Regions from separate parts of the Mus musculus genome. Here all the other regions are linked to region 4. The links are chromatin contacts, called in public Hi-C and promoter capture Hi-C maps. All regions are on one chromosome and are shown on one strand. Each heading gives the region's core, a stretch centred on a gene start, on an enhancer-like site or on the middle of the called end of the contact. The rest is flanking DNA. Distances are from core to core; before and after follow the strand shown. Region 1 holds the start of Opa3 (optic atrophy 3). Region 2 has its middle 10 kb from the start of Fosb. Region 3 holds the start of Ppp1r37 (protein phosphatase 1, regulatory subunit 37). Region 4 holds the start of Calm3 (calmodulin 3). Region 5 holds the start of Ppp1r13l (protein phosphatase 1, regulatory subunit 13 like). Region 6 overlaps Gm38499 (predicted gene, 38499). Region 7 holds the start of Bloc1s3 (biogenesis of lysosomal organelles complex-1, subunit 3).

Evidence for each region. Promoter capture Hi-C pulls out the DNA fragments that hold promoters and counts their contacts. A called contact is a pair of places that touch in the nucleus more often than the background predicts.
Region 1: a contact with region 4 is called in a promoter capture Hi-C map of embryonic stem cells, with 5 times the contacts expected there. The contact joins the promoter of Opa3 here to the promoter of Calm3 in region 4. A contact is called at or near these places in 2 of 39 promoter capture datasets (embryonic stem cells and erythroid cells) and 1 of 115 datasets of contacts at active chromatin or transcription factors (astrocytes).
Region 2: a Hi-C map of B cells shows a contact between it and region 4, with 6 read pairs. The contact joins the enhancer-like site here to the promoter of Calm3 in region 4. A contact is called at or near these places in 4 of 39 promoter capture datasets (cranial neural crest, hippocampal neurons, liver and 1 more), 1 of 484 Hi-C or Micro-C datasets (B cells) and 3 of 115 datasets of contacts at active chromatin or transcription factors (embryonic forebrain, embryonic stem cells and large pre-B cells).
Region 3: a promoter capture Hi-C map of hippocampal neurons shows a contact between it and region 4, with 3 times the contacts expected there. The contact joins the promoter of Ppp1r37 here to the promoter of Calm3 in region 4. A contact is called at or near these places in 3 of 39 promoter capture datasets (cranial neural crest, embryonic stem cells and hippocampal neurons) and 3 of 115 datasets of contacts at active chromatin or transcription factors (astrocytes, embryonic hindbrain and embryonic stem cells).
Region 5: a contact with region 4 is called in a promoter capture Hi-C map of pre-B cells, with 2.3 times the contacts expected there. The contact joins the promoter of Ppp1r13l here to the promoter of Calm3 in region 4. A contact is called at or near these places in 4 of 39 promoter capture datasets (cranial neural crest, hippocampal neurons, pre-B cells and 1 more), 5 of 115 datasets of contacts at active chromatin or transcription factors (embryonic forebrain, embryonic hindbrain, forebrain and 2 more) and 1 of 9 other capture datasets (adipose tissue).
Region 6: a contact with region 4 is called in a promoter capture Hi-C map of 3T3-L1-derived adipocytes, with 4 times the contacts expected there. The contact joins the enhancer-like site here to the promoter of Calm3 in region 4. A contact is called at or near these places in 5 of 39 promoter capture datasets (3T3-L1-derived adipocytes, cranial neural crest, embryonic stem cells and 1 more) and 1 of 115 datasets of contacts at active chromatin or transcription factors (large pre-B cells).
Region 7: a contact with region 4 is called in a promoter capture Hi-C map of cranial neural crest. The contact joins the promoter of Bloc1s3 here to the promoter of Calm3 in region 4. A contact is called at or near these places in 1 of 39 promoter capture datasets (cranial neural crest) and 1 of 115 datasets of contacts at active chromatin or transcription factors (astrocytes).

The regions. Positions count from the first base shown.
Region 1 is chr7:19,227,120-19,229,819 of GRCm38.p6, forward strand. Opa3 (optic atrophy 3) reads left to right here and starts at 1,270. Exons shown (of 2, transcript NM_207525.3): 1 at 1,270-1,465. The coding sequence starts at 1,324.
Region 2 is chr7:19,318,847-19,321,546 of GRCm38.p6, forward strand. No RefSeq gene overlaps it. Among named protein-coding and RNA genes, the nearest start is that of Fosb, 10 kb to the left of the region's middle. RefSeq lists an enhancer at 561-1,420. Within about 2 kb of position 1,260, at least 330 of the 459 cell types and tissues checked have an H3K27ac peak or open chromatin away from gene starts, as enhancers often do. A contact at or near this core is called in B cells and hippocampal neurons, where this site is marked.
Region 3 is chr7:19,560,976-19,563,675 of GRCm38.p6, forward strand. Ppp1r37 (protein phosphatase 1, regulatory subunit 37) reads right to left here and starts at 1,423. Exons shown (of 13, transcript NM_199149.3): 1 at 836-1,423. The coding sequence starts at 1,055.
Region 4 is chr7:16,922,727-16,925,598 of GRCm38.p6, forward strand. Calm3 (calmodulin 3) reads right to left here and starts at 1,306. Exons shown (of 6, transcript NM_007590.3): 1 at 1,115-1,306. The coding sequence starts at 1,117. Gm45972 (predicted gene, 45972) reads left to right here. Exons shown (of 3, transcript NR_165470.1): 3 at 714-1,792.
Region 5 is chr7:19,359,943-19,362,642 of GRCm38.p6, forward strand. Ppp1r13l (protein phosphatase 1, regulatory subunit 13 like) reads left to right here and starts at 1,274. Exons shown (of 13, transcript NM_001010836.3): 1 at 1,274-1,374.
Region 6 is chr7:19,252,307-19,255,148 of GRCm38.p6, forward strand. All of the region lies in intron 1 of Gm38499 (predicted gene, 38499), which reads left to right. Among named protein-coding and RNA genes, the nearest start is that of Gm38499, 4.3 kb to the left of the region's middle. Within about 2 kb of position 1,280, at least 20 of the 459 cell types and tissues checked have an H3K27ac peak or open chromatin away from gene starts, as enhancers often do. A contact at or near this core is called in 3T3-L1-derived adipocytes, where this site is marked.
Region 7 is chr7:19,507,074-19,509,906 of GRCm38.p6, forward strand. It overlaps Bloc1s3 (biogenesis of lysosomal organelles complex-1, subunit 3), which reads right to left and starts at 1,297. Exons shown (of 2, transcript NM_177692.4): 1 at 1,232-1,297; 2 at 1-537. The coding sequence starts at 528. It overlaps Trappc6a (trafficking protein particle complex 6A), which reads left to right and starts at 1,597. Exons shown (of 6, transcript NM_025960.4): 1 at 1,597-1,759. The coding sequence starts at 1,676.

The sequences.
Region 1 (2,700 bases), core at 20-2,519, 2.3 Mb after region 4:
TACCCATCCTCACGCCACCATCCAGGAATTTCTCTCAACTAAGTCTTGACTTTGTTTATATGATTTTGCTCCCTGCTGGGTAAGGGAGGACAGTCTGGGACATGTCCTTAAAGTTCCTTCCTGAGCCAGCTCCCTGGGGACCCTTACCCTCCAAAGGAGGAAGTCAGGCTGCTTGAGAACCAGTGATATTAGGCAATGTGGTGGCTGAGAAGCCCCGTGTCACCCCGTTCTTATGGGACCCTCAGTCTTTCACTCGGTTACTTGGGAAAAGGATGGATTAGCTGTAGTGCACATTTGGGCTTTGCGGGACATGCTCTACATGTAGTTACTTCCTGTGTTTTACATTCAGGATTCACACACAAAGCTGACTAGTAGAGCCACTCAGTGAGCATGGCGCAGCGATAGAGTCACCGCCTAACCCCCTCCCCCCTGGGAGGAGCTGGAGTCTTTTGCTCAGTGGTGGAGCCCCCCTCCTAAGATGGGAAATGCCTTGGGGTTCAGAGACACAAGCCTCACAACACAGAAAACACAAGACAGGTACTGTTATGTGTGACATTTTGCTCACGGGGATGCTGACATCAATGCTGGGCCGTGTAGCGCAGGGCTGTGATCCCAGCACCGCACTGCGGCACAGACACAGGAGGATCAGGAGTTCCAAGGACAGCGTAGGCTACACATTGAGTTCGGAGCCAGGCTGGGTTACACGAGACCGGCTTTTAAAAACAATTAGGGGAAAAAAAACAACAACAAAAAAAGAACGAACCGATTTCCTGAAGGGTTGAGTCACTCCTCCAACTTCAGAGAGTGAGTAAAGCGGCAGGTCTGTATGACTACGCGCTGACTCGCTCCCCTCCCCGGCGAGGGCACTAACCGCCGGGAAGGCGCACCCCGACTCTTTAGACTTAATTGGGACTCACCAGGCGCCTCCTATGGGCAGGGAAATCGACTCAGTACGTGACATCACGCAAGACGCGGTGACGTCAGTACGTCGGGACTAGGGCTCCGGCCACGCTCCCACGAGCGGCCGTTTAACGGCACCGCCCTCTGACGCTTCACTTCCGCCGCACATTTGCATACCCAACGTACGGACGTCGAGGCGTCGACGCGGCGACGTCACGAGCGCCCGCCCCCCCCCCAGCAGACAAACACCCTCCCCACCACCTCCGCCGCGAGCGTGCAAACGCACGCTCCTACGTAGGCACGTAGGCAAGTCCTTCCTTACGCAAGCACGCACGGCCCACGGGCGGGTGGGGGAGGAACGGCGAGGTCGGCGGCGCCCCGCCCAGTCAGCAAGGTTGCGCGTGCCCCAGGGCGGCCGCCGAGATGGTGGTGGGCGCGTTCCCCATGGCGAAGCTGTTCTACTTGGGCATCCGGCAGGTTAGCAAGCCGCTGGCCAACCGTATCAAGGATGCTGCCCGCCGCAGCGAGTTCTTCAAGACCTACATCTGCCTACCGCCAGCCCAGCGTGAGTCTCACCCCAAGGCCTCTAGCCCTTCCATTCCCGATCTTTCTAGTTCAGGGGAACGGCGTCTGTGCTTGACCAATCCCGGCGCGAACCGGCAAAACGCTATAGCCAATGAGGATGGCTTCTGCTAGAGGGGCGTGTCACTGACCCAATAGGGAAGAAGGGAGAGCAGTCAGGGGCGTCACCGCGCGAGTTTGGAATGCAAGCCAATAGAGAAGAGGGCTTCTGGCGGTTGACGTCTACACCAGCCAATAGGATGAGGTGTGAGAAACACCAGGGTGGAGCTTATTGTCAGAAGTTAGGGGCGGGACCGAGAAGAAGTCCCCTTAGCGATCCGCTTCGGAGCCATCCTTAAGAGAGACACTTGACTACAGAAACCCCAGTTTGTCCCTCAGTTTCCCTTCGGCCCTGTGGGTGATTTGCGTATCACCCTGGGTTTAGAGCACAGAGCTTGTGCGTTAGTTTTACACTGAGTTAGGGTCGTGATAGTGTTGGAATCTTGCGACCTGGCAAAAGGATGAACCCAGAATGGGCGTCCTTCCGTTTATTTATGAGTTTCCTCACACCGATCCTTTTCGTTCGGTAGCCGCACCGTGCAGGCTTCTTAGCCCGACACTGGGAAAGATACGGTCCTAATATGTCCGCATTATGTCAGGAACTGTAGGCAGACTCGAGTTTAGAGCAGCCGGGTGAGCCAAGGGAGTCTCCTGAGCAAAGACCTCACTTGCTTCGCAAACGCACCAGATGTGTGCTCCTAGAAAAGACTGATCTCTGTAAAGCAGAGACGAGGGGGAAGTCTTTGTAATTTACCGAGAACTACCGTTCATGTTTGTCCAACGCCCCATGTAGCTTATAAATGATATGATGAGTGTTTGTTTTGAGCTGACCCTGCTTATAAAACAACAGGGTCTATCTACGCCAGTACCAGTCTGTCGAACCAAGACTCATACAGTGACAATCTAGATGGGATGGCAGAGCCCACTAGGTACCTGACCTGACATAGAGTACAAAGAGCACTTCCGGGTAGAGGGAATATTCCAACTGAGACTGAAGGGTGAGGAGAATCTCACCAGACCACTGAGGGACATTGTTGGCTCCAAGGGTGGAACATAGGCACTAAGGGGACCCTTGACTTTTCTCCTCCACATGTGTGTTTAATAAGATTCTTGGTCATTTTGGGTTTTGGTGGAGCTTCTGCCTGGGCCAAAGGTCTTGCAGTGGAAATTTTGGGATTT
Region 2 (2,700 bases), core at 10-2,509, 2.4 Mb after region 4:
AGAGAGTTCTGGGATTGTAGTTCTGGGGTGTTTGCACCCACGGCCTTGTGCACACTAAGTAAGCTGCTCTATCAGCTGCAGCCCCAGAGCATCTTTGAGTGGATTGTCTGAGCACACATAGTTAATATACAGGAGGCAGAATGCCTCTGCCAGAGGTGAAGCCACCCACAGGCACTTTCACATTCACAAGCTTCCCAGATCACCTGGGAGGCCCTCACACAACTCTCTCTCTCTCTCTCTGTCTCTCTCTGTCTCTCTCTGTCTGTCTCTCTGTCTGTCTCTCTCTCTGTCTCTCCCTCTCTGTCTCTCTGTCTCTCTGTCTCTCTCTCACACACACAGATACACTCACAAACACAAACCAAATACAACAACACACACACTCACAAACATTCACACAACACACACACATGCACAGTGGTCCTCACACAACTCTCTCTGTCTCTGTCTCTGTCTCTGTCTCTGTCTGTCTGTCTGTCTCTCTCTCTCTCTCTCTCACACACACACACACACAGACATACTCACAAACACAAACCAAATACAACAACACACACACATGCACAGTGGTCCTCTGGAACCTGCTGTCTATCGCACAACTGGGCACTGTCCCCAGAACTCACTCCACTCATGCGGTCACACCATGCTTCTCTCTGTCTGCTCAGAGATTCGGCCCAGCCCTGGTCACATGAAGCAGCAGCATGGGGGGCCTTGGGAGGAGGGGTGCTGGGGCCAGTGGGTAGACCCTCCCAGTTCGCGGACTGTTTCACAGACAGAGCCCGGATGCTTCAGACTGGCGGAGTGAGACAGGTAGGCAAACCTACAGGGGAGAGAGGGAACGGAGGGCAGGCAAGGGCTGTGGCTCTAGGTCTGTGCGTGTGCACAGGTCATACACTGCTCAACCATCTCCAATGGTGGTGGGAATCCCCCTGACCTAGCACTACACCCAGAAACTTAGGATCTGAGGTCACAGTGACACGCTTGAGAAGGGCCACCTCTCCTCTTTTTGTGCTCCTGTTTTTGAGTGCTATGGTTTGAGGGGAAGGAGACAGTCAGCGAGCGGGAGGCTCCGGACGGACAGGCACTCCGGGGAGGAGGGGGCGCAAACAGAAAGCAGACAGTGGTAATTTGGGGATACGGGTGTCCCCTCGCTGCCATCTCCGGGTCGAGCCGTCTGTCTGCCCTGGCCGGTCTTGGCTGCTGTGCGCGGTCGCGCCGCTTGGCCAGGGACAAACAACCTTCCCGTCGCTAGGTAACGGCGTGCCACAGGCTGCCGCGTCACTGCGTCAGCGCGGGCGGCCGGGGGGGAGGGCGCACGGAGTCGCAACGGCGCTGTGGTTTGTTGACGTTGCTAGGCAACCGCCGCGGCGCTGCCCAGGCAACGCGAATCGACTGTTCTCCGTCTTAAAGTAGCAGGAGCCCTTCCTGGTTCCCGGGAGGAGACCCTGGAGCTGTAAGAAGAAGAAGAAGAAAAAAAAAACAGTTCCTTTCTGACTACCGGGACAGTCAGTGGATTTGGAGGCTGGGTTAAGTTTACCCCGTTCTCAAAGCGGAGACAGAATACCAGGTTGCAGCTGGCAGCTGTAGATAGATATCTTTATTTCTTTTTTCCTTCTTTTCCTTTTTTTCCCCCCTCGGTGTCAAAACAGGTCTCTGTAGCCCTGGTTGTCTGGAATTCACTCTGCAGACCAGGCTGGCTTCGAACTCACAAGAGATCCATCTGCCTCTGCCTCTCAAGTGCTGGGATTAAAGGCGTGCACCATCATCGCCTGGCTTAGATATTTCAACTCAAGTACTTGAAATGTTGGTGTTTGTTGGTTGTACTTTTGGTCAGGTTGGCTTGCAGCAGGTGCGTCGGGTACGTGGTAGTGAGAAAAAAAAAAAAAAACTGGATTCTGGTCCCTGCTCTGTAACTTTGACCTGTGAGCCCTTTCTTTACTGAGGTGGCATCGTCACATTGCTCACCATAAGAAGTGTGAAATCGCTAAATTCTGTAAAGCGGGTAGTGGGCAGAAGCACTTGCCACCAAGCCTGAGAAAATGACTTGAGTTCCTAGGACCCACATGATAGAAGAGTTTTCCTCTGACTTCTACATTTGCATGCTGGCACCTGTCCTCCTACCCTACATAATAAGTAAATAAATGACAATAAGAAACTGACCTGGTTCTGTACCTCACTGATTTTAAGATAAACGAGCAAGGGAGATGGTTCAGTGGGCAGAGGCGCTTGGTGTTAACCTGAGTTCGATCCCTGGGACTTAAATACAGGTGAAAAGAGAGAATTGACTTCTGTAGGTTGTTTTCTGACCTCTACACACAGGACATAGCACTTAATTCACCCCACACGGAACAGGTTAATAAAAATGTAAAATAAGTGGCGAACAGGAATGAACATATTTCATGCACTGTGGCGTACTAAATAGGCAGCTCTGTTGTATACTAGTGATTTTTTAAATACATTTTTTGATTTATTTATGTACATGAACGTGCACCACCTGAGTGTCTGGGGGTTACAGATGGTTGAAATGTGGGTGTTGGGTGGGAATCGAACCCAGGACCTCTGCAAGAGCAACTGTTCATAACCACTGAACCATCTCTCCAGCCACTATTAGTGATGTTTTTATTATGTCCCACCAACTGGCAGGTGGTGCTGCAACCCTGCCATTTAAATCCTGACTGTGTGACCCTAAGTCAGTGACTTGTCCTC
Region 3 (2,700 bases), core at 173-2,672, 2.6 Mb after region 4:
AGGTTAGCTTCCATAGAACACGGCCAGTGGGTGACCTCACTTCACAGGCTCCACCCAAGCAAAACACAATTCAGCTCAGAAATGGGATTAGCCTGTGTCCATCTCCCCAGCAACCTTTTCCCTTTCAAAGCCATCAAAGCCAATGCACTCCTCCAAGTGCCCGTCCAGTTCCACCTCCCCACCAACAGGCCTAGATCTTAGATCTTCCCATCTCCCAACATGTAAGTCACCTTCTGTTGAGTAGGGAATACTGCCGAGTCCTTCCCCAGGTAAACCCTGGTAAAAGCGGGCTCCGCGTTCTGCTGCCGAACCTTACTGCGGAATTCCTCGCACACAGGCAAACTGGCCACCTCGTCCTCTGCTTTACTACCTGCTGCCTCTGACCCTCCTTTCCCAGTCGGAGGGTTTACAAACTTCTGTACAGTCTGGGTTTATTTCCGTCCTCGTTTCAGCCAAAAGAGCAATGGCCATAGCCGGCTACGCTTTGCCTCCTGGTTTACAGACCAGCTGCTTCGCTCTCACCATCCCGTGGACTCAGGCACTTACCTTTCCCCCAATACTATAACCAGGCTCTCTTCATCTATCCCTGAGTGTACCATGAACTCAAAGGCTGGCTGCCAGCCTCCCAAACTCCCAAACAAGGTTAGGCTTTGAAAACCCAGTCCTGTGGACCTTTCCAGCTCTCCCGCCAACCCCTCTCTGCCTCCAGCTCTAACCTAGGCACCGTTGAAATCACCAATAAGTACCATTTGCCGCGGGCCACCTCCGTGGGGGTCGGCCCTATGGCGGTCCCACCCGCCTCTAGGCTCTCCCCCGCAACCCTCGCCAAAGCTACCGTGTCTCCAGGGGTCTTTGGGCTCCACCGCTCCAGACACGATGTCCTCGTCAGATGGGAACGTGACACGCTTGGCAGCAGCCTTAAGGCGGCCATCGGCCGGGGGCGAGGTCCCGGTAGGAGACTCAGCTTCGGCGGAGGCCTCCTCGGTCTCGGCCTCCGCGTCCGCGTCGGCGTCCGCGCCCGGCCCGGGCGGAGCCTCCTGCGGCGGGATCTCCATCGCCGCCGCCTCCTCCTCCTCACGGGGGCCCCGGGGACATGCCCCGGGCCCCGGACTCGTCTCTCCGGGTCCTCCCGCCGTTCCGGGGCATGGGCTTCGCCGCTGCCTCAAGCGCCGCCTCCGTCCGCTCCGTTCGTCGTCGTCGTCGTCGTCGTCGTCGCAGTCGCCGGGAGCCCCAACGCGCCTCCGCCGAGCTCCGCGAGTACCTGCTCTTCCGCAGCCACACTTTCGCTACAAGCCGAAGGGCCCGCTGCGTACCGAGAAAAGCATAGCACCGACTCAAGCTTTTGCTCTGAAAAAAAACCGTGTCGAGGACGACAGGAAGACCGGAACAAAGAACAGTAAGCTCCGCGGAAAAAAGAAACGTGACCGGCGAATCTGCAGAGCCAAACTGCAGAACACAGAGGCGGGGCCTATGAACGCTGTCTCCCGGAGCGCCGCGCATGCGCGAGTTCTAGCCGCCCCCTCCCGCCCCCCACAAGCCAAGCTGTCAACAGTCAGGCTCCCGCACATTCGTCACAAGCCCAAGTAATTCGGGAAAGGATTCAATACAAATCCTATAACCGCGGCCTGCGAGAGGGCTGTCAGCGGCTAAAGCCGTCTGAGTTCGTAAAAATAGAAGAATCGCCTCCACAAAATTGTCCTCTGATTTCTACGCGTCTACAAGAAATGAGTAACTTAAAATATAAAATACGGATCAGATATTAATTAAAAAACCACTTGCTGGACATGGTAGTGACTCGCCTTGTGAACCGAGCCTTGGAGAGGCTGAAGGAGGAGGTTGCGAATTCGAGGCTAGGCTGGATTACAAAGGGAGCCTCAGACAAGCAGGTGCTACAGCAGGAGACCCTGGTGGGGCTAAGCCAAGTACTGGGAGCAGGATAAAGTGATGGAGGTGCTGAGAGCTGAGAGCCAAGCTGAATATCGGATGAGTACGTACAAGTGACAGAAGCGACAGAAGAGCACACTTTAGCACAATTTTCGTCAAAATTGTATCAAATGTAAATTACAATATTAGACGAGTCTGCTAGGTATTCATGAACCTGCTATAAAAACAAAACAAAACAAAAACTGGGAGCAGGAATTCCAAAGGCTCGGGATGAACCAGCTGACCAAACCTGAGCGAGCCTAAGCCACACCTCCAAGGGGTCGATTCCAAAGCTCAGGATTCATCTGGGCACTTTCGCTTTTCCTTCTCAGCTCATTAAAGCCCACTGGCACAGGGACTGAAACCACAGAACGGGATTTGAGGAGGGTCGAGCACAGCATTGCCAAGTAGAGAGCTAGGCTGGAACTGGAGGGAGGCTCCAGTGTGAACTGATAACTGAGACCACTGCTAAGGGTAGCTGCTTTCCTCTTCACAGTTGGGGGTTAGCACACTTTGGAGACTGAGAAGTACCAAAAGCCCCTATAATTAATGCAAACCTTCAGTTACATTCTGAACTCCAAAAGGCATTAAGTGGGCTTTGTTTGGGGGGGGAGGGTTGGGTTTTGTTTGGTTTTACTGGTTCTCATGTAATCCAGGCTGCCCGCTGACTTGCCATGTAGGAAAGACAGGCTTTATCTCTGGCTCCTCCTGCCTCTACACCCCCTTCCCCACACCAAATGCTGGGATTACAGACTTGGGTCACTGTGCTTAGCTAGG
Region 4 (2,872 bases), core at 56-2,555:
CAGCTTCAGTGCGCAATAGGGCCCTGAACAACTCCGCCCACCTGCTCCCACTGCCTCAGTGCCTTCAGCCTGGCCCAGCCCCATTCTTGCCAAGGCAAAGGGAGCACACAGCTACTCCTTCAGGTCCTCTGCTGCAGCCCATGACCAAGCCCGAGTCATCAGCCTTTGTGTCGGGACCTTTCCCCGGAGACACCCACCTCTAAACCTAGTCCTACCTCAGCCACCATTCATTGTCTCCTACACTTCTCTAGAAGGCTGTCCAACCTCACCCCCACCACCCAAACTCAAGTCCTTCCCTAGCCCTCACCTTGGAAACCCCGTTTTTTCTCTGACCCAAACAAAACACGCCTTACAAACCCCAACCTCTCTTTCTAGTGCAACAACCTAGACCTCAGAATCCTTCCTAGCTACCCCCAACCAAGTTCTCCACAAGGCTCCCTGGTTCCCCACACTACCCGTGATCACATCCCCACTCCTTTAAAAACATTTCTGCGACCCCCAACTCTCCTCAGTCCCCTTCTGGGTCCTCACAGGCTCCAAGAGCATCTTCTAGCCTCTGCTGCCACCCACCTCGGGCTCCTCCTTACCTCAGCCTGCACCTGACCCTTCTCCTCTTCCTCCTCCTCTTGGCAATGCTTGTCCTTGGAGACCCCTCCCCCACCGGGGTCTACAGTGCACAAGTGACCCAGGATCCCCATCTATCCTCTCTGCAGAACACTCCCTAGGAACCGACCGGTCCCCCTCTCCGCTACCCACAGCCACCCCTCTAGGAGCAGCCTCCTGCATTCCTCCAGGACCCAAAGCCTTCATCGCCGGCGTTTCCTATTTCCTCCTCCCGGGGACCGGGTAGATGTGATTCTAAAACCAATCGCCCGGAGAGGGATCCGAATGCTGCCTGGGAGGTGGCGGGGGTGGGGATGTCCTGGAGCTCCTCATTTGAAGCCTCAGACTGTCTGTTTGGGGGTCCTACCAATTCCATCTGCTGCTAAAACCGCTTCTAGAAGTCCCAAGGGCCGCATGGGAGGTCCCGAGGGGCCCGGCCTCTCCCTCCCAGGGTTCGCTCGCCATCTCCGGGATGGGGGGGTCTCCACCCGACTTCAGCCGCCTCACTCACCATGGCGAGGCACCGGTATCCGGAGCTCGGGGATCGAGGTTACTCTGGCGGCGGCAGCAGCTGCAGCAGCTCGAGCTCCGCCGCGCGTCCGCGCCTCCACACTCTTTGCCCGCAGCGCGCGCCACCGCCGCCGCCGCCCGCCCCAACGGTCCCTCAACGGCCGCCGCGCGCGCCCCGCCTCGCCCGGCCCCGCCCCAGACGGCTCGCGCGCTCCCGCTGCACTGCGGCTTCCTACGGATCCCTTCGCGTCAGGCTCGTGCGGCTCGCCCCTTCCACAGAGCCCAGCGAATCTGCTGCCGCACGGGCACGCGCACGCGCGTTCCCCACCGCGGGGACTACTTTCGCTCTCGGCGCTCTCGGCCCCTTGCATCCGCTCCGCTTTCCTCTCTGGCGGAAGGGCACCGGTTTACGGAGAGTGACACGTCTCTGTGTGAGCCACGCCGCTATTGGACCCGCCTCGTGGCGGAAATGAGAACGCAACTCCGATTGGTCCGGCCTTCCCTGCAATGCGTCAAACTGGGGCGAGCCACCGCGCGGTGTGCGGGGGGCAGCACGACCTGTGTGGCTCTGTGGAGCCGCGAGGAATAGAGGGGCTAAGACGGAAACAGGGTGGATGTTGGAGAAGCAAATACGTTGTCTCTATGGCTCGGAAATAAAAATGGGTTGGGGGAAGAAGCAGAAGGACTTTCTTCTCTCTCCCTTTGAGCAGATACAAGATGGTTTAATCCAAAATCGTGGGGTCTAGGAGCCTGGCCTGAACCGGCTCTTCACAGTGGTTGGCTCTTCAAGGTTCCGCTGGTCTCCTGAAGGTTCCACCCTCTACGCGTACAATTTGCTGGGATGGCTGAGTGGGTGAAGGCGCTTGCAGGCAAGCTAGAAACTGTGAGTTCGATCACCGGAACTCACGTGGTGGTTTGGAGAACAGACTTCCACAAAGAATTGTCCTCGGACTTCCACATGCGCGCTGTATAAATAAGTTCAAACAAACAAACAAACACAAATCTAAAACACGCACAAAAGCAACATGTGGGGATCTGGACTTGACTCTTGATCTCAGGATCTGTACCCAGAACAATCTCTGGATGCAGAATGTTTTCATTCATTCATTCATTCATTCACTCATTCAGCCAATTAAACATGAATTGGGCACTGCTGTCTGCACAGATCTGGTGCCGGGCTGTGCTGGTGACATCACACTTCTCAACCATTCTCTTGTCACCTAGACAGTGTGACTCACTTCTTATTCTAGGGATTCCAGGCACAGAAAGAAAAAGAACTGTTGCTAAGGGCACCTGAGACAACTGTATTGTATACCATAGTGTATATACTGTACATTACTGTACAGAGCCCTCGTATAGGATGGGAGTTGGCATTTTCTTCCTTCCTTTATTTATTTATTTATTTATTTATTTATTTATTTATTGAGACTGTGTAGCCCTGAGCCCTGGTTGGCCTTCAGAATCAAAGGCATGCATCGACACTCCAGGGCAAGAACTGACAGAGAAGGGGGGTGGGGGGAGAGAGAGAGAGAGAGAACTTCTAGGGTCAGAAAACTTTTTTTTTTTTTTTTTGGTGGGGAGGGAGAGACTGGGAGAATATAGTCTTTCTGTAAATGCCGCCTGTGGACATCTCTTAAATCTGCTCTCAGGAAAGAAAATGTGTCTAGTGCAGAAGGAAATAAAACTGATAGAGCAGAGGCAGAGAGGAGGGAGGATCTTGTTGACATTGGTTTAAATGTCTGCAACCTGTAAACTGAGA
Region 5 (2,700 bases), core at 24-2,523, 2.4 Mb after region 4:
GAGGCGGAGCTTCTGAAGTCTAGGGGAAGCGGGAAACTGAGGGGGAGGAGTCTGCAGAGTCATGGGAGGAGCCTCGGACCCCAGAGCCCCAGAGCCTGGCTTGAAACGGGGTGAGGGTTAGTGTCAGGGAAGACTTGTAGATGTCCTCGTGGACTTAGTGTCCGGAATGGGAAGTATTCCTCACGGTTCCGAGGCAGGTAGAGGTGCAGCTGGTCGGTCCCTGTCTGCTCCGCGGCCCAAGTAAACAGCGGCGCGTGCACGTGGGATTTGGGGGACGTGCCCACGCCCCCTCCCAGCAGGACTGCAGCGCATGGGGTGGCGGGTGGAGCCGCGGGACGGTGGCGAGACAGGGAGACTCGACTGCATTCCTGGCCGGTGTGTCAGCGTCGCTGCCCGCCCCTTCTGCGGAGATTTTGGAGACTCCTCCAGCATTGGGATGCTCCCCCCTTCTTCTGAGGCTTTTGAGAACAGAGGTCACCAAGGCTACGAAGGAGTGTTCCCTCCGCCAGGAATCTCCAGACTATGTGTCCACCCTCGCGCGTGGGCGAGAAACTCTGGGGCTCGCCCTTTGTGGGCTTCAAAACTCCAATTCCCAGATAACTCGAAGGTGGCTGGCGATGGACGTCGGTCAGGAGTCTGCTGGGGATTGTAGTTCAGCTTGTTGCTAGGCACGCCAGTAAATCGCCAATGCTGTGATGTTTTGTTTTGTTTTTTTGAGACAGGGTCTCTTTATGTAGTCCAGGCTGGCTCGGAATTCGCTGTGTAGATCAGGATGGCCTTGAACTTTCAGAGGTGCGCCTGTCTCTGCTTCTTAAGTACTAGGATTAGAGGCCCCTTATTTTTATTTTTTGTTTTATTTAGACAGATAACCCGGGGCTTGGAGTCCTGATTAAGGTGGGTCCTTTTCTCGCCATAGTATTGGTCGTGTGAATTTCTCCGCGCCTCCCATCTCCTCCTTAAGTGTCCAAATCTTCACTCAGGCAAGGGGACACTGAGCCTGGAGGAGTGGGAAAGGGCTCAGGGGTTCTTCCCTTGTACCCATAGTGAGGTGAGGGTCTAAATTCTTGTGCATTTCGCCGTCCAGGACGTCCATGATCTTCTGGACCTAGCTCTGGCTGACTGTCAAATGGATCGCGTCTGACTCCAAATGGAAGTGTCCCTGGCGGCGCCTCGCCCATTCGGGACTACAAATCCCAAGGTGCTCCAGGCAACCGCAGTTCCCCCTCCTCCGAGGGACACGCCTCCCTCCAGTCAGAGTCACGTCGTCTAACCTGTTCCCAGGCGACTGCCCCGCCCCGTCCTCCGCTCCCCGCCGCTGGAGCCGGAGCCGGAGCCCGAGGAAAAGCCCCCCGGTGCCAGGATCTGCCCCGACGCGTGAGTTCCACCCCCACCCAGGGTCCAGCCACCCCAGAACCGGATACCGCGTTCCTGGGAAGACTTATTGGAAACTCGGACCTTAAGTCCAGGGGAATAGTGTGGGGAGCTCACGCCTGGATCCCTGGAAAGAAGGAACTGGGGTGCCGACTTTACTGGGCAGATGGATAGGGGGTTTGGACATCTGCTCTTAGTGGTGCTCGGAGCCCTTGGTCCTGGGGAGTTATTGGAGCTGGAATTTTTTGAATACTTTAATTGGGGACCCTTGGAAGTGTCTTAGGGTGCTGTTGAGGTCCCGGGTCTCTGTATTTGGGGCAGATGTGGGAGATCAGGACGTTCTAGAATGGTCCGGCGCCCGGTCACCCTCCAGCTGCCTTCAGCACCGAACCACTAGGTGTTTGAGTAAAATTAGTGGCACTGGACTAGTGGATCCTGGTCTTCGAAAAGAGTGGGACAAGCACGAGGGGCGTGGGTTTCTCAGGAGGCTGTGTGCGCTACACCCCACCTTCTGGTTTTGGGATGGGGGCAGGGAGTGAGAAGCCGGGGCAGCTCTCCAACCTCTTCTGTGCCGCTGAGCGAACCCCAACATGTCATTAGCTGGGGCGTCAGACCTGCCTAACCAGAGGAGTCACATTCGCCCAGGAGCGCCCCCTAGCGGAAGCGGGAGTCAGACCTCTTATTGCCCCCACGGGATGGGAAATAGGTGGTGTTTGGTAAAGTCATTCTAGAGCCCAGGGCAGAATAACAGGACTGCAGGGCTGGATCTGGTAGGCTTCTGTGGCCGTGTACTGCTGCGTTATGCGTTACAGAGAATGGAAGTGGTAAACAGGCTGGCGGGCCATACAGGCAGTTGAATTGGACGTCTCCTTCGCTCTTGTGACAGCTGTCTGTGTGTGGAAGGAATTCCTTCACTGCCACCAGCTTTTCTAATTAACCTTCTTCCTCCTGGGGTGGGGCTCCTTGTGACCCAGAGGTGAGGCATGTTGCCTCCACTTCCATCTGTCTGACCTGAGGTATTATGGGAGATAAGGGAGGGAGGGAGGCTAATTCTGGAGGTGTCTGTCTGTCCTTGAGCCAGGGAGAGGGCAGGGGCAGGCACGCACCTCCCACTGTCTCTCCACCTCTGAGCCCTTATGTAGGGGGATTACGAAGCTGGTGGGGGAGAAGGGTCTGAAGAGGGAGGGTGTTTGCGAATGCCTGGGCTGGAGTGACAGCCTGAAATGAAGCTAAGGAACAATAGCCACAGCTGCCAGCACAGGCTGTGTGTGTCCTGCCAGGCTCAGGTCAGGATGGGTCTCTCTGTCCACACAGGCATTTGGCAATCAC
Region 6 (2,842 bases), core at 30-2,529, 2.3 Mb after region 4:
TAGAATTTCTTTATGGCCAGCCAGAGGCACTAAGACAGAGTTTCAGTGGCCAGCACGGGGAGGTCAGCTAAAATCAGGAACTATGATTAAAAACTATAGCTGGCAGGTATAGAGCACTGACTGCACTCCAGAGGTCCTGCGTTCAATTCCCAGCAACCCCATGGTGGCTCACAGCCATCTGTAGTGGGATCCGATGCCCTCTTTTGGTGTGTCTGAAGACAGCTGCAGTGTACTCATAATAAATAAATCAATCTTAAAAAAAACAAAATCAAATGAGGGGAGCCATATAACTTCAAGGGTACAATGCCTGTCGCCAAGCCTGCAGACCTGAGTTCAGTCCCTGGATGCAGAGGGTTAAAGAAGAGAACAGACTCCCTGCAAGTTGCCCTCTGACCTCTCTACATGGACACACACACATAAAATATCAAAGACAAATATAAGCTTCAGTGAGTGAGGCTGGCTGAACTGATGGTTCAGCAGGTAGAAGAGAGCTGACGCCCAAAAGTTGTCCTCTGACTTCTACATTCTCCAACTGGAACATTGGACACACACATACTAATCATAAATACATTGTAAAGATAAATAAAAGAAGCCGGGCGTGGTGGCACACGCCTTTAATCCCAGCACTCCGGAGGCAGAGGCAGGTGTAATTCTGAGTTCGAGGCCAGCCTGGTCTACATAGTGAGCTCCAGGACAGCCAGGGCTATACAGAGAAACCCTGTCTCGAAAACCAAAAAAAAAAAAAAAAAAAAAAAAACCCAAAGCCTTGACAACCCAAGAAAGGATTCAAAACATTTTACCAAACACCCTTTTTGAGAAAAGTACTTAGGGATATAGTCCAGCAAATCTAGATTCAAACTGCCTGAATATAGAACATGAGGTCAGACATTCCAGACTCCTCAAGCTTGTCTCCAGGGATCTCAGAGCAAAAGGCAGGCCTCCAGATGGGTACATGCATCTTCTCACAAAAGCGATATTCCCAGGTCCTAAGGGAGAAACAAATAGAAGATAGAATCCAGCCAGGGGCGGAGAACACCTTTAATCACAGCACTTGGGAGGAAGAAGCAGGAGGATCTCTGAGTTCCAGGCCAACCTGGTTTATACAGTAAGCCCTTAGCTCAAAAGGAAAAATAATAAAGAGTTGAGGAAAGAGGTGAGGTGGTGGGAAGACATCATGGGAACACAGGCCTGAGCCTCAGGGACAGCCAGTGTGTCCATGACCTACTGAGAAACAGCCGTTGAGGAAAAACACAAGCTTCCAAGTCAGATGAGGGCCCCAGGGAACAACTGCAGTGGACAGCAAGCTCTTCCGGTATTCACCCAGCCCTGAATGGGTTTGGCCCTCAGTCCTCCAGCATTTGGCAGGCAGAGACAGTTGGGCGTTTGTTAGTTCCAGGCCAGGGGTTCGAGGTAAGACCTTGTCTCAGCACACACTCCAAAGAACTGAAAATACGGCTCAAGTGGGTTTGTAAATGACAACAGAGCAGAGTGCTGGTGCAGCTTAGGGAGGCCCACTGTGAAGACCCACAGCCACTGAGGAGGGAGCACACTTACAGGACTCAGTTCCTTTTCAGAGCTTCCTTTTATAGGGTTCAAGAGAAATTTAGTTGCTGAGTGGTTGACAGAGAGCAGTTCTCTTATTTTGGTTGATGGGTTACATATTCATTTTTTTCTACTACGCATATCCCATCCCATAAGGTATGATTAAAATTTTTGATTTGTGTTTATGCGCATGTGTCCGTGTGTGCCATGTGTGTTCTAGTGTCATGGAGGACAGAGGAGGGCATCAGATCCCATGGAGCTGGACTGCAGGCAGTAGTGAGACATGAGATCTGGGAACTGGACTCAGGTCCCTAGCAAAAGCAGTATGTGCTCTTAACATCTGAGCCATCTCTCCAGCCCCAGAATGTCTGGTTTTAACCATGCACACCCAGTTATACACCGATAGACTAAGATAGTAAACAGAGGACTATCTCTAAAATTTACTTGAGGACACAGTTTTGTAATTTTTTTCAAAGATTAATATATGCCAGGCAGTGTCGGTACACATTTTTAATCCCAGCACTCGGGGGGTAGAGGCAGGTGAGTTCAAGTTCTGTGAGTTCAAGGTCAGCCTGGTCTACAGACTGAGTTCTAGGTCAGCCAGGGCTACACAGAAAAACCCTGTCTCGACACCCTCCTCAAAAGATTTGTTTTTATTTTATGTGCATGAGTGCTTGGGGTTTTATACTCTGTGGCCACCTTGTGACCCTAACCCTGCCCCACCTTCCAACCAGGGCAGCCTTTTCACTCATGCCCACTTTCCAGGATCTTCTGGACACTGGTTTTTGTTTTGTTGTTGTTGTTATTATTATTAGTGTGTGTCAGTCATTTATTATTATTATTTTATTATTATTATTATTGTTATTATTATTATGTGTGTGTGTGTCAGTCAAGCTTGGGGCAACTCTAGAGTGGGCTTCTTCCAGTTCTGAGGATGGAACTTCGGTAAGCAGGCTTCCATGGCAGACACCCTTACCAACTACCAAACCGTTGCTGACTCTGGACATTATTTAATTCGTTTGTTTTATTTTGAGATCAGGGTCCATTGCTAGCCTAGAATGACCTTTTGTTTCACTCTCCGGTACTGAAATCATGGCTGCCACAATCACCATGACCTGCCCACAGGAGGGCCCTCGTTCTGTCCAGGCCAATTTTCAAAAGACCACCTGGAACTTGTTCCTGAGTGCTGAGTGTCTACCTCAGATAAGCCTGTACCATCAAACTTGTACCTAGGGGACCTCGCATGCTAGGCTGGCACTCTACCAAGGGAGCCACATCCCAGCCTCAGACCATTTTAAAA
Region 7 (2,833 bases), core at 47-2,546, 2.6 Mb after region 4:
CAGCAAGCGACAGCCAGCCACGATATCCAGGCGCTCGGCGAGCGCGCAGAGGTCCCCGCGCGCCAGGCGCACGCTGTGGGCGGCTGCCAGCCCGGTGGCCTGAGCAGCCGCCAGCCTCCCCGCCAGGGCGGCCACATCGCGACCCGCACGGCGGTACACGCCGCTCACCGCAGCCGCTACGTCGTGGTCCAGGCGCGTCTGGCTCTCAGCCAACCGGAGCTGCAGCAGCGAGCGCGCAGGCGCCATGGCAGGGGTCTCCTCCGTGCCCCAAGTCTCCGCCGGATCGCGCTGCACCACGAGCGGGGGCAGGTCGACCGGCACAACCGTGGGCTCGGGCTCAGGCTCCGAGTCGGTCTCCGCCGCCTCCCCGGCCACACGCAGCCCCGTGGGACGGCCGCGCGTAGGGCCCGAGGGACCCAGGTATAGTTCCTCCTCGGACGAGGATGCAGACAGCTCCGAGTCGGTCTCCGCAGCTTCCCCAGGTACCACTGTCCCCGGCCTTCTCCGCCGACCCTGGGATGACTCCATGGCACGGAGCTGGAGAAGAGGAATTGAGCGGACGTGAGGTCCCGAGTCCCAGCCCCTTCACCGCCATCCCCAGCGAGTCCTGACTTGGGCCTCAGTTTCCTCGTGTACACATGGGTTGGAATTGTGCACCTCTGTATCATTTGTGTGCACACCGGGGACATCAAGGACCGTCCAGGCAAAGCCTTAGAACTAGGTCACACGAGATGGCTCAGCTGGGAAAAGGCACTTGCAATCAAACCTGACGCCAAGAGTTCGAACCCAGGGACCCACATGGTGGAAGAAGCGAACTGAGGCCCGTACAGTTGTCCTCTGAGCTCTACACGCGTGCTAGAGACGCACGCGTATATATACATTAACTAATATAAAATAATAATAATGACTTTAATTCCCAGCACCGGAGGAGAGGCAGGAAGATCTCTGTGAGTTCGAGATCAGCCTGATCCTCAATAGTGCCAGGCCATCCAACATTACATACATAGTGAGAACTTGTCTCAAAATAATACTGACAATAATAAAGTAAGTTTTAAAAGCTTTGTAACCAAGAGTTCCCAGAGTCCCACCAGCACAGGCCACACCCTCCACTGTCCTCCTGGCCAGCGAGCACTTGGCCGCAATAGGCACCAGGGCAAACAGAAAGGACAGCCGCCCGAGGGGACCCTTAACAAGAGCCACCGACACCAGAGTCCCGGAAGGAAGGCCATACCGGGTCTCCGAGGCTCCGAGCCCAAGGGGTCCGCTGCCTGGCGGAAGTGAGCCGGTCTCTCGCAGCGTCACGTGAGCCGAGTTATGGCCAATAGGAAAGCGGTTAGACAAGTCGCTTCCGTAGTGTGGGTTTATTTATTTATTTGCTTATGTATTTAGGAAAATTCCGTTTGACGCGTAAATTTATTTTTTTTAATCTTGGACCCTCACAGGAATCAGAGACTCAGCCAATTGGATGTCCGAAGACTCGGGAGCAGGGAGGGAAGCGAAGAAAGGGCGGAAGATGTTAACAGCGCGGCCAAGGAAGGGGCTCGGTGGACCCGCCTCCTGGCTTTCAAGAAGCAGGCGGAGCTAAATAGGATCACCAATCAGATCGGGCCTACCTCCCGAGCTGACCAATGGGAGCCGGAAGCGTTGGCCAGGCGTGAGGGTCGCGAGGCGGCGTATGGCGGACGCGGTGCTATTCGAGTTTCTGCACACCGAGATGGTGGCGGAGCTGTGGGCCCCGGACCCGGACCCAGGCTCGGGGGTGAGCGGCACGCCGTGGCCTCGGGGTGGAGAAGTGGGGTGTGATCGAGCCTTATGGCAGGTCATTGCTGAGGCGGAGCGAGATGACTTGGGTCAAGGCGCTCAGTTCTAGGCCTCGTCCTGGGGCGCCGTTGATAATTAGGGTAATTGGCTGTTATTGGGCTCAGATGAGGGCTCGCCTCACCACCCACTTAGTATGCAACTCAACATCTTTAATCTTCCTATCCTTCCGTTTCCTCCTTAGAAAATGCACCCTCAACCATACCCGGTCTCATCTGTCCCCTCTGCCTGTGTGCTGGATAAAGTGCGTGCTGATCGCGCTACACCCCAGCACACAGTGAGTTTTTTAGTATGGATTTGCCCCTGTAATGAGTAAAGACCCCACCCGGTAATGTGGAAGGTGGCGCTGGGATCACTGAAATATTGTAATCAATAATAGTTACCACCACTTATGTGTTCCTTTGTGCCTTCCTGTGTGTCATACTCCCATCCACCTCCCATTGTCTTCCTTCTCATCCTAGGGAGGTCATGAAGAAGCTGCTTTGTGCAGAGGCACATGCTCTGGGAAGGAGGGAGCCTGCTTCCTCTCTGCTCTGTGTCACCTTGACTCTAATAAAGAGATTAAAATAGCTTTCTGTGAGCCTGCACAGATATGAGCTTGCCCAGGGCTCTCCTCGTAGCTCCTAACTGCTGCCACCGACTGTGTCCGTACTGGGGGCCCTACAGCTGAGGTAATAGAGTTAGTGGGAGTGTGGCCCGATCATCAGGTCTCAGGAGCCTCCCTGATTTTTTGGGAGGGTGGGGGTGGGGGGGTTCGAAACAGGGTTTCTCTGTGTAGCCCTGGCTGTCCTGGAACTCACTCTGTAGACCAGGCTAGCCTCAACTCAGAAATTCACCTGCCTCTGCCTCCCAAGTGCTGGGATTAAAGGCGTGTGCCACCACGCCCGGCTGCCTCCCTGATTTTATAGGCTACATGGCAGTTTGAACTTCCATGACTGTGTGGGAGTTCAAGACCTGCTGCAGAGACTGCTCTGCTCTCTCTTTTCTTCCCTGAGTATCCCTACGCCAACCCGAC